2 separate regions of the Mus musculus genome follow, and region 2 is linked to region 1. The links are chromatin contacts, called in public Hi-C maps. All regions are on one chromosome and are shown on one strand. The core of a region is the stretch at or near the end of the contact, and the rest is flanking DNA. Distances in the headings are between cores, read along the strand shown. Region 1 holds the start of Mrpl32 (mitochondrial ribosomal protein L32). Region 2 holds the start of Rala (v-ral simian leukemia viral oncogene A (ras related)).

Region 1 (3,141 bases), core at 74-2,573:
GGAGCTAAAGGGATCTGCAACCCTATAGGTGGAACAACATTATGAACTAACCAGTACCCCGGAGCTCTTGACTCTAGCTGCATATGTATCAAAAGATGGCCTAGTCGGCCATCACTGGAAAGAGAGGCCCATTGGACACACAAACTTTATATGCCCCAGAACAGGGGAACGCCAGGGCCAAGGAGGGGGAGTGGGCGGGTAGGGGAGTGGGGGTGGGTGGGTATGGGGGACTTTTGGTATAGCATTGGAAGTGTGAATGAGCTAAATACCTAATAAAAAAATGGAAAGAAAAAAAAAAAAAAAGAAAGAAAATGGTCAAAACACAGTCCTTTGTCTAAGTTCATCCATGATGGTTTTTTCTTAAACAGGGAACAATAGTTCCCCTTAACTGCACTTTGAGAAAATATATATAACTCTTTAATTCTTTCTCCCAAAACATAAGGGTCTAAAATCGTTTTAAAGCAATTTGTTAGTGGATCAAGCAAAATACAGAGGTTATCAGTTTGCATGTGCCACAAAAACTTGACAGGAAATCAGCGCCTTCATTTTATACTTCTTAAGCTTCTACAGGAGCACAGGCGAAACCGAAAGCAGTGTGAGCTTCAAAGCACATCGCTGCTAAACAGAGACTAAAACTAAGATTTAACAGCAAATAAGGATCTCCCAAAAGAAAAAGGACGTCTCACACGTCCCATAAGGAGTCTGGGTTTACAAAGCTCTCGCTCAGGCCTAGCCGGGCCAGTAAAGAAATCCTGGACCTGAAGAGAGCAGCTGAAAACAGACTATCTCAAAGCACCCTTCTCCTAGTCTAGAAGGAGAGCCAGTGCTTAGTGCTTGGCTTGGGGCCTCCCGTCCCTCGGCCCGCAACACGGCCGGCCTCAGCCAGGGCCCAGGCCTGGCACGGAACATGACTCTGCAAAGCTACGAGTCCAGCTCCGTCACCGTGCACTCCTACGCAAACACCAGCCAGGTCCGACACACGGGACCATGTCTGGGGCGCTCCTGTGATCTGCGACGCATGGAACCTGCGGGTCCCCCGAATACCTGAATGTAGTCAGCGAGAAGCTGTAACCGCGCTCTGCCATCTTTACCCGGAAAGTCGGAACACAGCCACGCACATGCGCAGTAAGTATGCTTCCTTTAATTTTTTTTTTCTTCTTTGCTCTGATTGGAGGAGAGTCACCTAGGGGTAGCTGGGAGTTGGAGTTTTTGGATCACAGCGGTCTTTGACCCTTGCGCATGCGCAAGAGGGGCCTGCGCATGCTCTGAGCGAGGAGGCGGGGAAGTGGGCGGACTTAACGCATGCGCTCAGCCCGCGTCCCGCTCTGTCTTGAGAAGATCATGGCTCCTTCGTTGCTGCTGCTTTCACTACCATGGCCGGTGCGTCCCGGACCGCTCCAGAGGTGCTGGGAGCTGCTACAACGGCAACTGCAGCAGAGCTGGAGTCGCTTTGTCAGTCCTCCGTGGGGTCCGTAAGGAGAGAGTTCGTGGAAAGAGGGTTGGTGAGGGCTTCCGGGTTGTAGCGTGGTTTTTGGTTGGTTGATTGGTTCGTTATTTTATTTGTTTGTTTGTTTATTGGTTATTTATTTATTTATTTATTTATTTATTTATTTATTTATTTATTTATTGAAACTGTCACCGTAGCCAGGGTGGTCTAGAACTCACTGTATAGCCCAGGCTAGCTTCGTATTTATTTATTTATTTATTTATTTATTGAAACTGTCACCGTAGCCAGGGTGGTCTAGAACTCACTGTGTAGCCCAGGCTAGCTTCGAGCTCCTGGTATCTTGGGCGTTAAATTTGAGATTGCTGTATTATTTACAGTGTATCGCAAAAGTGATAATGCCCAGTCTGAACAGAGATATATTTTATTATATCTCAAGCGCAGCATAATAAATAATTGTCTCCATGTTCTACCTGAGATAATCATTTCAGTCCATTCGTTGTCTAATAGGCCTGTGCTTGGACAGTTTATGTAGTGGTAAGAAGTCCTAAGAATTGAACGAACGTTCGCAAGTCTGAAGAACATAAGAAAGGGTAAAGAAGTGATCTAAGCAATTTAGAAAAACAAAGGTGAAACACTTGATAATCTCATAAATAATAAATCTTTTCTTAGAACACAGGTTAAGATTAAATATTAAGGAAAAATTTAATGGCTTTAGGAACCTACCAGGTTTAAAGAAAAAGGACCTAACTGGATCAGGATAGTGTGGTACAGATGACCATTGTAGTCATCTCAGTGATGTGAGTGAATGTAGGGAGTCTCGGGATTAGATTACTTGTACACTACTTATTACTGAACTGCAGTGTCCCGGATTATATACGGAGGAAATGCTTAGTAGAGTAGCCTGGCTGCTTTGGTAGCTTGCAATAAGAAAGCATTCCAGTTGAAGTATTTTAAATTGCCTTTTATATGAGCTTTAGTATATTTTAATAGCTGGGGATTATTACTAATGTTTGTTGTGTTTAACATTCAAAACTATTTATGTCAGGCCAGCCATATGGCTCAGTAGTAAAGGACCTTGTTGCTAAGTCTCAGGACCTGGGTCCTAGCCCCATGGCCAGTATGACGTAAGGAGAGAACTAACTCTGAAAGCTGTCCTCTGACCTTACATGTGCACATATACTCACAAACACATATAATTTATAGGTGTGTATATTTAGTGACACTACACATGTTGACTGTTAAAGGAAATAGTGGCTGTATTCATTTAGGAACTCCGAGTTGATTCGGCATCTCTGTTTTGTTTTATAGCACCAGCATTAGCCGTCCAGAGACCATCCATCCTCACAGAGCTAGCACATGATACTTGTGAAAATAAAGAGAATTCCAGCTTTTTAGATAGTATCTTTTGGATGGCAGCTCCCAAAAACAGACGCACCATCGAAGTTAACCGATGTAGGAGAAGAAACCCTCAAAAGCTTATTAAAATTAAGGTAATGTGTGAACGGGTGTAGGTGTGTGCACATACACACTCTCTTCCACAAGTCTAACACTGAATAGCCCGGTATTGTATTTGTGTAGCAGAGAAAACCAGCCTTATAATAGTCTTAGCATCTTGTTTGGCTCATCATGGATAGATACGTAATCTAATTCTTCCTTAATGTTTTAAGATACTCTTAATGAATCATCCCATTGCT
Region 2 (3,122 bases), core at 320-2,819, 3.3 Mb before region 1:
CTTTTCCTGTAACCTATGTCCATCCTTCTTCGCCTCTTCAGTAAAGTACACCTTTCCGCAATCGAGCTATAGCTCTAGGAGCAAGAGTGTTTGGTGGCTAGGTATGAAACTCAGGGTTCTAGCCCCAGCAAAACCAGACTTGATGGTGCAAGTCTCTATTACCAGCACTTGGGAGATGGAGTTAGGTGAGTCTGAAGTTCAAGGTCACCCCCCAGTTACATGGCCAGGACAAAACCACATACACAAAGTACACTTTTATCCTGCATCTTTCCAAAAACAAAACATTGACTTCCAATTCTCTTACCCTCCAGCTGCCCAGCAAACAATTCTTATTTGGCTTATGATGCTTATATGGCTTCATCATCTGGGAATCATCTTTTGGTTGGTTACTGGCACTATTAAAAATACCTTTCTCTTTCCTCTTCTGCAATAGTTCACTGTCTACTCTATGTTTGCTATACTGCCCAACTCCCCCATTAATCGGTCCTCCATTTATAAACTGCTTAAAATTTGATGTATCCAGCCATTCTACTTCCAGAATTTAATAGACACAAAAGCCAGCCATGACTTGACTCCTGTCTCCTTCTGTAGCCTCATCTTTCTCATCAGCTCTTGTAGAACTTTTAAGACAGATAAGTGGCACTCAGCCTTCTCCATGAACCACTGATCCCTGTTCTGCGGGGACTCCCTTTATTTGGATCCACATTTACCATCGTCTTTTTGTACTGGAAAAAAGATCATACTTAAGTTTAAAACTCTAACCTATTGTTAGTAAAGTTATCAAGTCTTCCCTCCATTCATACTTCCAAACGCCAAGTACTAGGTTTCTAGACTGCAAACTTGATTGAGTGTACATTCATTCCTTTAAGTAGTCATGCCAACCAACCAAGCCGTTGGTTCTTCATTTGGGGCCAAAGGAAATGAGAATTTTAAAGTCCAGGGAAGAACGTGTGGCCGCTAACAGACACTAGGCAAACTATCTCGAACTTGTGGGCAGTTTTAAAGAAAACAACCGATTCAGTTTAACTACTAATTTAAGACATTAGTGTGTTACGGAGCCGTCGCCTTATCTCAGTGCCAAATCTAGTGTCGAAGGGTCTACTCCAAAAGGAACCCGAAGCCCATATGCTGAGGCCAGTTCTCCACTCGGTCAGCTACCGAGACCCTCCAACCAGGACAAGCGACCAATCCACCAACTCGGACTTGATCTGCGACAAACCACGTTGCAGGCTACACACTGGAAAACTCTTGCAAGAGAACCTAGCAGCCCCCAGAAGCAAGATGGCGGCCTCCCCCTCCCCTTCTTTCTCCAGGAACCCCTCCATGTCCGGGGAAGACGAAAACACCGCGACACGGGAATCCCGGCACGGCCTTGGGGGGGGGGGGCGGGCTACGCCTCGCGAACCCGGGGACTCGCCGTGGGTCCACCGGGAGGCTGTACCACTGCGCCTCCCCCGCGCCCGTAGAGCCTTTGTTCGCAGTCGCCATGGAGTACTCGGCCCCACGGCCAGGAAGTGCGGCCTGGCGCCCCGCCCCGCTGGCCCGCGCCCCGGAAGTGATCTGCGGCGGCTGCTGCAGAGCGGCCGGGAGGAGGGTGGGTCTCCCTAGAGCGGAGCGCCGGAGTCCTCCTCCTCCGCCGCCGCCCAGGCCGCCGCCGCTGCCGCCGCCCTCCGGACTCCTCTTGCCGCGCCCCGCGCGGAACTCCGAGCGCGGTCCGATCGGCGCAGCCGAGGCCCAAGAGCCCGCGGGTCGAGCGGCTCGCGGTGCAGGTGAGAGCTCGCCGGCCGGGGAGGCCGGGCCGCGGCGGGGGTGTGTCCGACGGGCCGGGCCCGCGGCCGCCGAGATTGCACGTCCCGCCTGCCGCCTGGGCTGGGACCCGACTGCGCCCCGACAGCGGGCGGCGTCTCCGGAAGGTCACCTGTATAGCGCCGGTGGCTCCCAGGGCTGTGCCCGGGCGGTGCCCGCGACCTGGGGCCGCCGCCGCCGCCGCCGCAGTCCCTGCGCCGCACTCCACCCCGACCTCCCTCGCTTTCAAGCCACTCTGCCGGTACAGAGCGGCTGCTTTTCGAGCTTCTCTGCCAGTGTTTGGAAGGAATGGCGTTTTCAGACTAAAGTCTTTAGACGCGTCCAGCTGAATGCTCGAAGGCTCTTCTAGTACAGGTTTAGCCTTTAGAAGAGGAAGGGAATGTAGGCATTGTGTGATGGGGGTATCTTCCGCGTTCGGTGCCTGAAAGATGTCAAGGAGTAGAAGATACGATTTGTGTGCTTTACTTGGGCATTCGTGTGTTGGAGTGGGCGGGCGTGGTGGCGCTGAGGTGGTTGTGTTGTCGGGAGACTTAGGAGGAATTAAAGAATTTACTGGCCTTTGCATGGAAACCAGAACGTCCAGACTTGTGAGAGCTCATCTGAGTGTCTTTGAGCTACTGTGAGAACTCTGGTGCCACGCCCTACCTGTCAAGCCAGGAAGCACACAATTTACAAACAGTTTGGGTACGTGTGCCGGGAGAACCTTTATTTCTGTAAATTCTTTTCCTGTAAATAAATTACAGCTTTAATCACGTTCCCAAAATTGACTAACAGATTTATTACTCACAGTGTAGAAGGCATTCCCTTTGGCTTATGCTTGTTAATATGTACTATTACCTATGCTGTTTGTATCTGTTGATACAATATTCTTATAAATGACTCCTGTGACCCTTAAGATGTTTCTACGGCTCAGTTGTTTTCAGAGGAGGAGCCTTTTCATCTTCTCTGTTACCACGTAAAGTGCTCAGAACTCCCCACATTTCTTCACTGAATGGATGTGAATGTGTACAGTTGATGGAAAAGTCACTTTCCAGAAGCGATTGACTGTGGCTGGTACTTGCATACCAAGCAAAAGGTACTAGATTCCATCTCTAGCAAGGCCTCCAAACAATTTTGTTAAGAGCACAGTTTTGTTACTTTGGGATTCTTGGAACATGAAAATTTTGCATTGTCTTTTTTGTTCTCCAGGAGATCAAGGAAAAATTCAGGAAGAATTTCATTTTCACTATTCTGACCTGGAAAAGGTTAAAAATATTTAGGGACTGTGATTAGACGAATACTCATTTATATTTTATTGTTTCATGTTTATTTCTAGA

Evidence for each region. Hi-C and Micro-C count contacts between places; a contact is called where the count stands out from the background.
Region 2: a contact with region 1 is called in a Hi-C map of CD4 T cells, with 6 times the contacts expected there. The contact joins the promoter of Rala here to the promoter of Mrpl32 in region 1. A contact is called at or near these places in 1 of 39 promoter capture datasets (pre-B cells) and 1 of 484 Hi-C or Micro-C datasets (CD4 T cells).

Annotation. Positions count from the first base shown.
Region 1 is chr13:14,611,219-14,614,359 of GRCm38.p6, reverse strand. It overlaps Mrpl32 (mitochondrial ribosomal protein L32), which reads left to right and starts at 1,323. Exons shown (of 3, transcript NM_029271.2): 1 at 1,323-1,468; 2 at 2,756-2,937. The coding sequence starts at 1,342. Psma2 (proteasome subunit alpha 2) reads right to left here and starts at 1,118. Exons shown (of 8, transcript NM_008944.2): 1 at 1,045-1,118. The coding sequence starts at 1,085.
Region 2 is chr13:17,942,664-17,945,785 of GRCm38.p6, reverse strand. It overlaps Rala (v-ral simian leukemia viral oncogene A (ras related)), which reads left to right and starts at 1,569. Exons shown (of 5, transcript NM_019491.5): 1 at 1,569-1,769.